Regions from separate parts of the Mus musculus genome. Here region 2 is linked to region 1. The links are chromatin contacts, called in public HiChIP or PLAC-seq maps. All regions are on one chromosome and are shown on one strand. Each heading gives the region's core, a stretch centred on a gene start, on an enhancer-like site or on the middle of the called end of the contact. The rest is flanking DNA. Distances are from core to core; before and after follow the strand shown. Region 1 overlaps Gm30928 (a long non-coding RNA gene). Region 2 overlaps Rabep2 (rabaptin, RAB GTPase binding effector protein 2).

The links. HiChIP or PLAC-seq counts read pairs in DNA pulled down with a chosen protein or histone mark.
Region 2: an H3K27ac HiChIP or PLAC-seq map of embryonic stem cells shows a contact between it and region 1, with 5 read pairs. The contact joins two enhancer-like sites. A contact is called at or near these places in 1 of 484 Hi-C or Micro-C datasets (embryonic stem cells), 6 of 115 datasets of contacts at active chromatin or transcription factors (the SCID.adh cell line, effector CD8 T cells and embryonic stem cells) and 3 of 9 other capture datasets (adipose tissue, liver and pancreatic islet).

Annotation. Positions count from the first base shown.
Region 1 is chr7:126,341,590-126,347,529 of GRCm38.p6, forward strand. All of the region lies in intron 2 of Gm30928 (a long non-coding RNA gene), which reads right to left. Among named protein-coding and RNA genes, the nearest start is that of Gm30928, 7.2 kb to the right of the region's middle. Within about 2 kb of position 3,607, at least 19 of the 459 cell types and tissues checked have an H3K27ac peak or open chromatin away from gene starts, as enhancers often do. A contact at or near this core is called in embryonic stem cells, where this site is marked.
Region 2 is chr7:126,432,865-126,438,804 of GRCm38.p6, forward strand. Rabep2 (rabaptin, RAB GTPase binding effector protein 2) reads left to right here. Exons shown (of 13, transcript NM_030566.2): 3 at 2,796-2,953; 4 at 5,506-5,616; 5 at 5,698-5,940. Among named protein-coding and RNA genes, the nearest start is that of Rabep2, 7.1 kb to the left of the region's middle. Within about 2 kb of position 3,042, at least 6 of the 459 cell types and tissues checked have an H3K27ac peak or open chromatin away from gene starts, as enhancers often do. A contact at or near this core is called in embryonic stem cells, where this site is marked.

The DNA.
Region 1 (5,940 bases), core at 2,357-4,856:
GCTGCATAGGCTAGAAAAGGAGCAGAGTGAGCTTTCGTGTTACAAGCAGGTAATTGTGCTGGGAAGAAAAATGAGCTGGGGACAAGCTAATGATCAAAGAAAGCATCCATTCTAGGTTGGGTCTGAGTTCCTGGTCTTGTGATCTCAGGATCACAGGTTTCAGTGTGCACCAGGAAAAGGCAGTGTTCTGAGTAAGAAGGAAATAATTCTATTCTGAGTACAAGAGTAGAGAATTACCTAGTTTAGCTGAACAAGATTTCAAAAGTGAGACACAAGATAGATGATGAGCTGTTTCTTGGTAAATACAAATTGTTGTCAGCTAAGCACTGGAAAAAACTAGCTACTATAGAGTGGCTAGCTTAACCTTTGTTAATCAATGACAAAAGATTTATTGCCTTAGGGTTATGATGAACTCGTGGAGAGAAAGATAGATGGGAAATGTTTAGTTAGGTGTGAGTTTCAAAAGAAGAATACATAATCAATAATCCTGTTGTAATATCCTTTTGTGTAATGATTCTAATCTGTTCTTGAATAAGTTTTGTGGTGATTGTTTTTAGAGAATATGTAACTTGTGGCTATGAGGTAATTTTCTTCTTACATAGAGAACTCTGTCTTGGAGTATATAGGCACAAAATGGCTAAGAGAAAAAAATAAAGTTGTTGGACTCAACTTGTTGCGAGTTTGCTCCATCCACTAAATGTGTGTGTGTGTGTGTGTGTGTGTGTGTGTGTGTGTGTGTGTGTGTGTGTGAAGTTTGTTGGAGTTTGCTCCATCCACCAAAAATGTATGTATGTGTGTATGTATGTAAAGTTGGTTGAAGTTTTGCTCTGTTCACCCAATGTGTGAATGTATATGACTTCATGTACATATGTTTTATAATGTATGTATGTATGTATGTATGTATGTATGTGAAGTTGTTGGAGCTCATCTTGCTTCACCCACTGACTGCATGTGTGTGTGCTTCACCCACTGACTGCATGTGTGTGCTCCATCCACTGACTGCATGTGTGTAGGATTCATCCACTGACTGCATGTGTGTAGGATTCATCCACTGACTATATGTGTGTGTGCTTCACCCACTGACTGCATGTGTGTAGGATTCACCCACTGACTGCATGTGTGTAGGATTCATCCACTGACTGCATGTGTGTAGGATTCATCCACTGACTGCATGTGTGTGTGCTTCACCCACTGACTGCATGTGTGTGCTCCATCCACTGACTGCTTGTGTGTGTGCTTCACCCACTGACTGCATGTGTGTGCTCCATCCACTGACTGCATGTGTGTGCTCCATCCACTGACTGCATGTGTGTGCTCCATCCACTGACTGCATGTGTGTGCTCCATCCACTGACTGCATGTGTGTAGGATTCATCCACTGACTGCATGTGTGTGCTCCATCCACTGACTGCATGTGTGTAGGATTCATCCACTGACTGCATGTGTGTAGGATTCATCCACTGACTGCATGTGTGTGCTCCATCCACTGACTGCATGTGTGTAGGATTCATCCACTGACTGCATGTGTGTAGGATTCATCCACTGACTGCATGTGTGTGCTCCATCCACTGACTGCATGTGTGTGCTCCATCCACTGACTGCATGTGTGTGCTCCATCCACTGACTGCATGTGTGTGCTCCATCCACTGACTGCATGTGTGTAGGATTCATCCACTGACTGCATGTGTATAGGATTCTTTCCCAATTTGCTTTTCTCTCTTGCTTCTCAATGGCCCCCAAAGAGTTCAAAGTGTTCAGAGAGTTTCTCTCATGTCACAGGGAGTGCCAGCCCCAGTGAATTATTAATGGATTATTGGGATTATTAATTTCCCCCATTGGTAAAAGTCATTATTATTGTTATAATTAAAATTACATTATTATTAAAAATAGATTCTTCTTTCATACAATACATTCCAACCACAGTTTCCTCCCTGGCCGCTCCTCCCAGCTACTCCCTACCTCTCAGCTCCCCCCAGATCCACTCCTCCCACCCCATTTCCTTTCAAAAGAACAGACTGCCAAGAGACAACAACCAACATGACCAAAAAAAAAAAAAAAAAAAGATACAATAAGACAAGGCAAAAAGCCCTCATATCCAGGCTGGACGAGGCAACCCAACAGGAGGGAAGAGTCCCAAGAGCAGGCAAAAGAGACAAAGACACACCTGCTCCCACTGTTGGGAGTCCCAGGAAAACACCAAGCTAACAGCCTCAATGTTGTTTTTTATAAATAAATTAAAAAAAAAAAAAGGAAGGAAGGAAGGAAGGAAGGAAGGAAAGAGAGAGAGAGAGAGAGAGAGAGAGAGAGAGAGAGAGAGAGAGAGAGAGAGAAAGAAAGAAAGAAAGAAAGAAAGAAAGAAAGAAAGAAAGAAAGAAAGAAAGAAAGAAAGAAAGAAAGAAAGAAGAGAGCCAGGTATGTGTGTGGTAGAGTCATGGTATGGTGAGATGGAAGGGGGTGCCTCTGCGGGCCCAGGCTGAGCCATCCCTTCCCCCTGAGGGACCAGCCATACGACAGATATAGTATGGAATAGTTTATTCAGGGCATGGGGAGGGAGGTTGAGGGCGTAGAAGAGAGAGAGAGACAGAGAGACAGAGAGAGAGAGAAGGGAAGGGAAGGGAAGGGAAGGGAAGGGAAGGGAAGGGAAGGGAAGGGAAGGGAAGGAAAGGGAAGGAGAGGAGGCAGGCTATGAACAGGTGGAGAAAGGCTGGTAGAGGAATGGGGAGAGGAGGGTAAGAGAGGAAAAGGAAGAGAGTAAGGAGGGGGCAAGCAGCCCCCTTTATAGTGAGTCAGGTATACCCGACTGTTGTCAGATAACTGTGAGGCAGAGACTAGAAGAAATGCTAACACACAATATATACACACAGAGGGCAGACCCACGTAGGCCTTGGGTTTGCCTTAAGCCAAAATTTGATCACTCAGGAAATAGGTATGTATTTACAGAGAACTTCCATTACAGAATCAATCGAGTTTAAAGAAAATCCCAGGGCACCATTACAGAGGGCTATCTGGTAAGCTTGTATTTAAATATGACTGATAGGTTATTTCTCCGAGGTAAAATGAGCCAATTCAAACCAGATTCGACTATATTAAAGGCAGGTTTATTGGGAAGCTGCTTTCCAGTGAGTTCACAGACTGAGGCCAGGGGAGTCACCAGGGAGAGGCGGGGAGGGAGGAAGAAGAGAGAGCAAGCACACAGAGAGAGGGGGAGAAAGAGAGAGGGAGAGAAGGGGGACCCAAAATGTCAGCAATTATATAAGGGAGAACCTCTCGGGGAAGGCAGCCCAGCCCCTTAGACTGGAAAGTTCAAGCCTGGGGGCAGGATATGCCAGGAGGGACTGAGGAATGCTGGGAGAACCTGGAGGCCAGGTCTGCTTTGGTGTGTAAAATGTGCACCTCCGTCTCTAGTCCCAGTCTGAAGCCAAACATGGACAACTAAAGACCAACCCTTAGAGCATCCCCAAGCTGTAATTCGAGCCCGGGATGCTTTTATTTCGATGTTTTTTTATCCTCTTAGAATAGCAATGTACTTACTTTTAGTTCAACCCTGAGCCCTCTGCCAGTTATTTAAATCATTGCTCAGTTCAGCAGGATTAGCTGGTTTGCAAATTTTATCTTGAGAAACCTCTGCTGCAGCCTCCTGCCTGCCGTGAGCCGAGCCACCTGCCCCCACACCCGTGGTACCTTGGCTCCTTTCTCCGAATCCTCCCCTGAGCAGCCTCTTCTCTTTCCTGCGTTGAATCTCCAGGTCCCAACCAGGAACTGTTTGCTTCTTATTGAGGTTTCTCTTGTTTTCGTAGATTACATTTTTTTCCCTATAGTTTTCTTTTTTTTTTCTTTTTTTTTTAAAGATTTATTTATTTATATGTAAGTACACTGTAGCTGTCTTCAGACACTCCAGAAGAGGGCGTCAGATCTTGTTACAGATGGTTGTGAGCCACCATGTGGTTGCTGGGATTTGAACTCTGGACCTTCGGAAGAGCAGTCGGGTGCTCTTACCCACTGAGCCATCTCACCAGCCCATCCCTATAGTTTTCTAATAAATGGTCTATAAGATATCTGAAAGTTTGCCAAAAAACTTTCATCAGCTATTGCCACATCAATTCCCAAAATGCCTTCTGCGACCTTTGTGTCTGGTCTGTCTATACTTGTTAGCCTTTTGTCTAGGCTCTGCCCCACAGTTACCTGGCAACAGCTAGGTGTGTCTGACTCACTATGAAAGGAGCCTGTTTGCCCCCTCCTCTCTCTCTTGCTCTTCCCTTCTTGTTTTCTCTCCTCTAGCCCCTTCCTCATGCTCTTGGCCTCCCCTCCCCTCCCCTCCTCTCCCCTTCCCCCCCCCCCCACTACCCTCTAAACTCCCCTGCCCATGCTCTGAATAAACTCTATTCTATAATATACTCGTGTGGCTGGTCCCTCAGGGGGAAGGGACGCCTGAGCATGGGTCCACAGAGGCACCTCCTTCCCCCACACCTGACTACACATCCACCAAACATATTTCTTCTTCCTTATCTTTTTATAAAACACAACAGTACTAACATCTGTATTCTTTTTACCACCTTTGTTTGTTGCTGTTTGTGTGGTTTGTTGTGGTTTTTTTGTTTCGCTTTGTTTTTGGTTTTGGGGTTTGTTTTTTTTTTTTTTTTTTTTTTTTTTTTTTTGAGACAGGGTCTCTCTCTACAGCCAGCCTTAGCTCTCAGCCCTCTACCCCACTTTCCTATTGCTAATATTACATGCATATGATACCACACCATATATATCCATGTGCTTTCAGCATTTCTGCCAGCAATATAAAAGCTACGCCTCCCCACACACCCACAGCCGACTGATTTCCTTCTTCCCAATGGACTGCACGCATCCCTTTGGTGCTCTGATTGGCATTTCACTGGCCTCTGGTGAGGTTGAGAATCTGTTGTGTATTTATTTGCTGTTTGTGAACTGCTTTTTTTTAAATGTTCTTTTCTTTTTTATCTGTTGTTTTACTGTTCTCACTTGCCTGCCTTGGTTGAGAGTTCAGCTTGGCCCTCAACTTGGCTTATAGTCCTTCCTCATCACTCTCCCTCAATAGCTTTATACCAGATGAAAATATAAAATATATGCATAGTCAGAGCCTCTCTCTGTCACTCGGGGTGAACTCAGATTCTTAGTCCTCCTGTTTCAGCCTCCCAAGTGCTGGCATCAAACTTGTATGGCAGCACGCCTGGCCTCTGGTGTTTATTGACATTTCACGGAGAACGTGGGGAAGCTGGTCTGCAATGTCTCTCGGCTTCTCTTGATTTTGTTCTTCTCATTTGTTTCTTGGTTTTGCTGTGTGCATCAGATCTCTACATTAAGACTATGTTACCTGTAATCTCAGCACTAGGGAGACAGAGACAGGAGGATGCCTGGGTTTTGCTGGCCAATTCATTTATATAGTCAGTGAGCTCCAGGCTCAGTGAGAGAACCTGTCTCAGAGAACTAAGGTAGAGAAGCAATTGAGAAAGATACCTGATATCAACCTGTAGCCTAGACACACACACACACACACACACACACACACACACACACACAAATTTAAAAGAAAAAAAAATTATACTGCCTACCTGAAGTAAGAGCTTCCTTGAATGCTATAATCTAGAGTAATTTAGATAACCCTGGGATATCCCCTTTCTTTTCTTTATTGGCCCAAACACACTGGACTACTCAGAGTGGGCACCCTCTCCAGGATGTGGTCTGTACACTTAGAACCTTAGCAAATCTCACAGGTATAAGTTCTCAGTGTGGGGCTGGGGAGATGGCTCAGTGGTTAAAAAGGACAAAGGTCCTTATTTCAATTCCCAGCAACCACATGGTGGCTCACAATCATCTGCAATGTGATCTGACGCCCTCTTCTGCTGTGTCTGAAGACAAAACAACTACAGTGTACTCATATACATAAAATAAATAAATAAATCATTTTTAAAAAGTT
Region 2 (5,940 bases), core at 1,792-4,291, 91 kb after region 1:
CACCTTTTTTGCCTTTCCCTTCACCCTTTGCACACCATTATACTTGGGCTCTTCTGGTGTGCCAGCATGCCCAGACACATCAGCCCATGCTGGTCCTGTAGCTCTGTTGTCCCTTCTTCTTCTCTACCAGCACCCTGTCCTGTCCAGGCCCAGGGGACACCCCCACTCCATCCCCTGGGATCCACAGCTTAGGAATGGACCTTCTCACCCCACATCACACTCCTACTGTTGTCATGGCTGTGTTCACCAAGCTGTGAGCACCAGGTGGTAGGCCTGTCTGGTTAATCCCTGTATTTATAATCACTAATATCAAATATTGATTTTCCTTCTTTCTTTCTTTCTTTCTTTCTTCCTTTCTTTCTTCCTTCCTTCCTCCCTCCCTCCCTCCCTCCCTCCCTCCCTCCCTCCCTCCCTCCCTCCCTCCCTCCCTCTCTCTCTCTCTTTCTTTCTTTCTTTCTTCTTTCTTTCTTTCTTTCTCTCTTTCTTTTTTTTCCCCCCCAAGACAGGGTTTCTCTGTGTAGCCCTGGCTGTCCTGGAACTCACTCTGTAGATCAGGCTGGCCTCAAACTTAGAAATCCTCCTGCCTCTGCCTCCCAAGTGCTGGGACTAAAGGCATGTGCCACACTACCTGGCTCAAATATTGATTGTCCCAGACATAGGAATCAGAATAGTTAACTAGATCTTCAGCATTTATACAAATAACTGGGCAGTTTGTGTTTCTGCAGATCAGATTGTTCAATTTTTTTTTCTGTATGTATTTGTACAAGTATGTATATGTATGTGTGCATACAATGTGCACATGTGCTTGCTTGATGTGAAAACCTGAGGCCAGTGTCAGGTGTCTTCCTCAATCGCTCTCTGCCTTATTTATTTACTTAGTTATTAATTAATTAATTTATTTGCAGCAGGGTCTCTTACTGAATCTGGAGCTCAGGGTTAAGCTAGGCTGACTGACCAGCAAGCCTGTGTCTGCCTCCTCATCTCTGGGGTTACAGGCACACGCTGTTGTGCATGTTTGTTTTAACCTTGATTTGTATTTTATGTGTATGGGTATTTTGTCTGAGCATACATCTGTGCCTGCAGAGGTCACAAAGGGTGTTGGATCCTTTGCAACTTGAGTTATAGGTGGCTGTGAGCAGCTATGTGGATGCTGGGAATTGAACCATGAGTTCTCCAGAGAAGCAGCCTCTGAGCTTGGTCTCTTAATATGGTACCTGGGGTTTGCACAAGGTGAGCACTTTACCATCTGAGCTGGCTCCTAGCCCTACATTTGTGATACATTTCCCCTAGAGTTTAGTTTGGTTTGCTTGATTGCAGGCCTCACCATGTAGCACAAGCTAGCTTCAATTTTGTAATCTTCCTCCCTCAGGCTCCCATGCACCGAGATTACAGGCCTACCATAATTTGTTTTTGTTTTTGTTTTTGAAGCAGTGTCTTTCTACATAGCCCTAGCTCTCCTGGAATTGGCTCACAGAAATCTCCCTGCCTCTGCCTCCTGAGTACTAGAGCCACCATGCCTGGCTTTCTGCTACCACAATTGATTCTTCAGTTGTACACTTTACCCCTGAGTAAGTCATAGCGAAAGTGACAATAGCCATAACAAGAATTCCAGCTTGCTGGATGGTGGCAGCGCACACCATTGATCACAGCACTCAGGAGATAGAGTCAGCCTGGTCTACAGAGCAAGTTCCAGGACAACCAGGCCTATGTAGAGAAACCCTGTCTCTAAAAAAAAAGAGAGAGAGAAAAAAAAGAAAAAAAAGAAATCTAACTCATACCACAATCAGTGTCTGCAGTTTCTGTCATAGGCTGTGTGCGGAAGCAGAGCCTTGAACTGTATCTGACATGTCTTGGGGTCCAGGTCTTGTTTTAGCCACAAAATCAAATATAATATCACACTGTTCTGAGAGAGGGAAGCAGGCATTTGGGGACCGTAGATACTACCCATCAGCCAGCTGTTGGCTATTTGGAAACTGTCAGTGACCAGTCTGCCCGACTTGACTATCTTACAAAGCATCATTTAGTCAGCTCTCCCATTCACTACAAGCTTCAGGCTGTGTCTCAAGGTATTCCGTCTGTCCTTGGTTTCCACCATGCCAAGGCTAACCATAAAGGTCACTTGCTCATATTTGAGTGAATGTGTTACCAGTGATTTGCAAGGAATGCTTTCGATTTTCTCTCCTGCACACAACAGAAAAATCTCCCGCGAAGGGACTTTTCCACTTGGGTTATGGGGAGCCGTAGTTTGTTTTGTGTTTGCTGTGCTTGGACAAGGTGGACTCTGTTTTTGTTCTTGGCCCTTCTGATATATTGCTTCCTTTGTTTTTACTAATAACAAGGCCTCTGGCAGTGGTGGCTCACACCTTTAATCCCAGCATTCAGGAGGCCAGCCTGGTCTGTAGAGCAAGTTCAAGGATGGCCAGGACTGTACCAAGGAGGAAAAAAAAAGCCAAAACCCAACCCAAACAAACAAACAAAAATTAAAAAATAATAGTAACAAGGCCTCATACTTGGCTGTTTTTAGTAAAAATATCCTGTGGTCAGTTCTTCAGTTGGGATATATCTGAGCAGTATATTGTCCAATTGGTCCTCACTATATGCCAGATGTTTGACATCTCCTATATGTCCTCTTAGTTCGTCAAACACTCAGGGTCACGCACTCCTTTTTGCTACTGAGGACCCTGGGCGAGAGGTGCTGAGGTCTTGCCTGGGGCCATTTCTGCCCAGCTCATAACTACTGTGGTTGATCACCTTGGAGAGGGCAGGCACCAAGTACCCACCCTTCCTGCCCACAGACTCCATCAGCAGCTACGAGACCCAGATCGCAGCCCTGAAACAGGAGCGGCAGCAGCAACAGCAGGACTTTGAGGAGAAGGATCGAGAGCTGGGCCACCTCAAACAGCTGCTGGCCCGGGCCCACCCTTTGGACTCCTTGGAGAAGCAAATGGAAAAGGTGGGGGTGGGACAACGGCCTGCCCTATCCCTGGGGTTTGAAATGATAGTGAGCGTTGTTGTCCCATAGCCTGTCATTGGACACAGTAATGATTCTGGGTAGAACACAGAGCTTCCCCATTGTTGAAAGCTTAGCAGGATCCTTGCTACAAGTTTATTTACCTCTAGAAACAAGGTCAGTCATGCAGAGGAAGGAAAGTAACCCTTTCCGTGCCAGACACTGTACTGAGTGCTCACCTGTTTGAGCTCCTGCAGTCTAATGCTTTCTTAACACTTATTAATCACAATAGGAAGCTGGGTGTGGTGACAGATACTGGCAGTCCCAGCTGTTTGGGAGGCTAAGGCAGGAGGATGGCTTGAGACTAGGGCTTCAAGAAAGCCTGGATAACATAAGACACTTAGTGTTTGTCTCTCTGCCTCTCTGCCCCTTTCCTTGCCTGCCCTCTTCTCTTTGAAACAGGATCTTACTGTGTAGCTGAGGCTGGCTTTGAACTTGGCAAAGGCCTCCTGCCTCAGCAACTCAGTGCCGGTATTTATGGGAATGCACATCCATAGCCAGCTAGAAACCTGGAGTGTGTGTGTGTGTGTGTGTGTGTGTGTACATGTATGTGTACATGGGTACATGCATGCAAACATATTTCATGCGTTCTAGGCAAGCACTCTTTATTTTTTTAACACCTGCACATTGTGGTGCATATCTATAATCCCAGCATTGGGAAATCTGGGCAGAAGAATTATGAGTTTAAGGCTAGCCTAAGGGTACATAGTAATTCCTCCATCTCAAAGACAATAAAAAGAATTAAAGTCTGGGTGCATATATTTCCATATGATCCCTCTTATTAGCGGTATGTGCTCATACCTTATTTGATCTCACAGAAGCTTTGTGAGGTAGGTATTTAGTTAGAACCCAAAGAAACAAGCGCTAGAGTATATTTCCTGCCTATGAAAACAAAGACCCAACAGGAGCCCAGGGCTAGACTAGGGCTGTGGTTCAGTTGCTAGAGTGGTTGACTAGCATGCAGGAAACCCTGGGTTCAGTCCCAGCACTGCCTAAAACCCTGCATGGCGACACTTGCCTATACTCGGAGGAAGGAGGATCAGAAACCCAAGTTCAAGGCCAGCTTAGGATGCAAGATCCTACCTCAAAAATCAAAACAAAACCAGGGCCATGGAAAGAGAGGCTTTGACGTACTGCTTCCACTAGGAGGCGCTGTTTGCAGGTTTGGAGGCCGGCTGCCCCACACTCCGCTGGACTGTGTAGTTGGCCTGTGCACAGCGTGTGTGTCCCAGGGCTTCACATGGCTTACCCTGTCTGTGGCACATGGAATGTTAACTTAGTTTGTCTAAGGAGAGTTTGGGGGGATTCAAGAGGTTGAAATGGAATCGGTTGAGAAAGGTGGTAACAGATGAAGCATGACTGGCTGTTGCCTGGAGATGTATCGGGGTGGGACCGGTTTTTTGTTGTTGTTTGTTTTACTGACCCCATGCGGATCCCAAGCTTGAAAGGAGACAACTAAGAAATGGTCCTCTTTATGATAAGGACAGGAGGAAGGGCAGGGGTGTCAGCTCAGTCTTACGAGAGAAAGCCTGTCGGGTACGGGCTGCATGGGATTGGAAACCTACAGCAGCAGTGGTTTAAGTAAGATAGGAAGTTGGTTTGTTTTGTTTTTCATCCTTTAAAGTCCAGACTGATGGAGCAGTTGAGCCAGCCGTTAGAAACTCAGGCTTCTGGGACTGGAGCGAGAGCTCAGCAGCTCAGAGCACTCACTACTTTTCCAGAGGATCCAGGTTCAGTTTCCCCGCACTTAACCTGGTGGCTCACAACTGTCCGTAACCGTCGTTCCAGGGAACCAGCTGCCCTAGTCTGGCTTCTGAGGGCACACGCAGTGTGTGTCTATATGCCAGCCAAACGTGCATATACATAAGATGAAAAATTAAAAATTTTTAAAAGAGAAATGTAGGCTTCTGTATTGCTGCTTGACTGTAGCTGGTAGGTCGCCTCACAGTCCAAGGTGATTGCTTGAATGCCAAGCAATCATAGCCACGTTCCAGCCAGCAAGATAGGATAAAGAAAGGCACACCTTCTTATAAGGAGATGGTCAGTAAGTTCACGCATGGAGCTTGTGCATACATCTCATATGTGATCACTTTTAGTTCCAGAGCAGCTGAGGTGTAGATGGTATCGGAAAACTGGAACCATTTTCAAACTGTGCCCAGTTAAAATATCTGAGGTCCTGTGATATAAAAAGGTGCATGTTGAGGCCAGGGGGGACTGGGGTGGATTTGTCCCCCAAACACTTCCATACATTTATGAAATTCTCAAAGAATAAGTAAAAACGGTTTTAAACGATGGATGTTGCGGAGGAATTTTGTAAGAATAAGAGGAAAGGAGGAAGCCAGTCATGGCCTTGGCTCCTTTCCCTGGAAGCACTTAGAGCCCGCGTGTCCTGGAGTCTTGAGTGGGTGGTATAACCATCAGGAAGGATGAGAACAGTTAGTGGGCATTGTTCATGATCAAGGGGCTGTCACTTCCCAATGCCCCCGTCGCTCCAGGCTCATGAAGACTCGGAAAAGCTTCGAGAGATCGTGTTGCCCATGGAGCAGGAGATTACCGAGCTGAAGGGGAAGCTGCAGAGGGCGGAAGAGCTGATCCAAGAGATCCAGGTGAGGGCTAGCCGGAGGTGCCGAGGGAAGGAGGGGTGCCCAGGACGCTGGCCCTAGCTTCTTCCCTGCAATCCTCCCTAGAGACGACCACGGCAGCCTGCCTCCCTGCATGGCTCCACAGAGTTGCTCCCTCTGTCGAGGAACCCCTCACCCCCACTGGAACCCTTGGAGGAGCCGAGCGGAGACGCCGGCCCAGCCGCCGAGGCCTTTGCCCACAACTGCGATGACAGTGCCTCCATCTCTTCCTTCTCCCTCGGTGGGGCCGCCGGCAGTGCCTCCCTACGAGGCCCCCAAGGCCTCAGCCCTGAGCAGGAAGAGACTGCT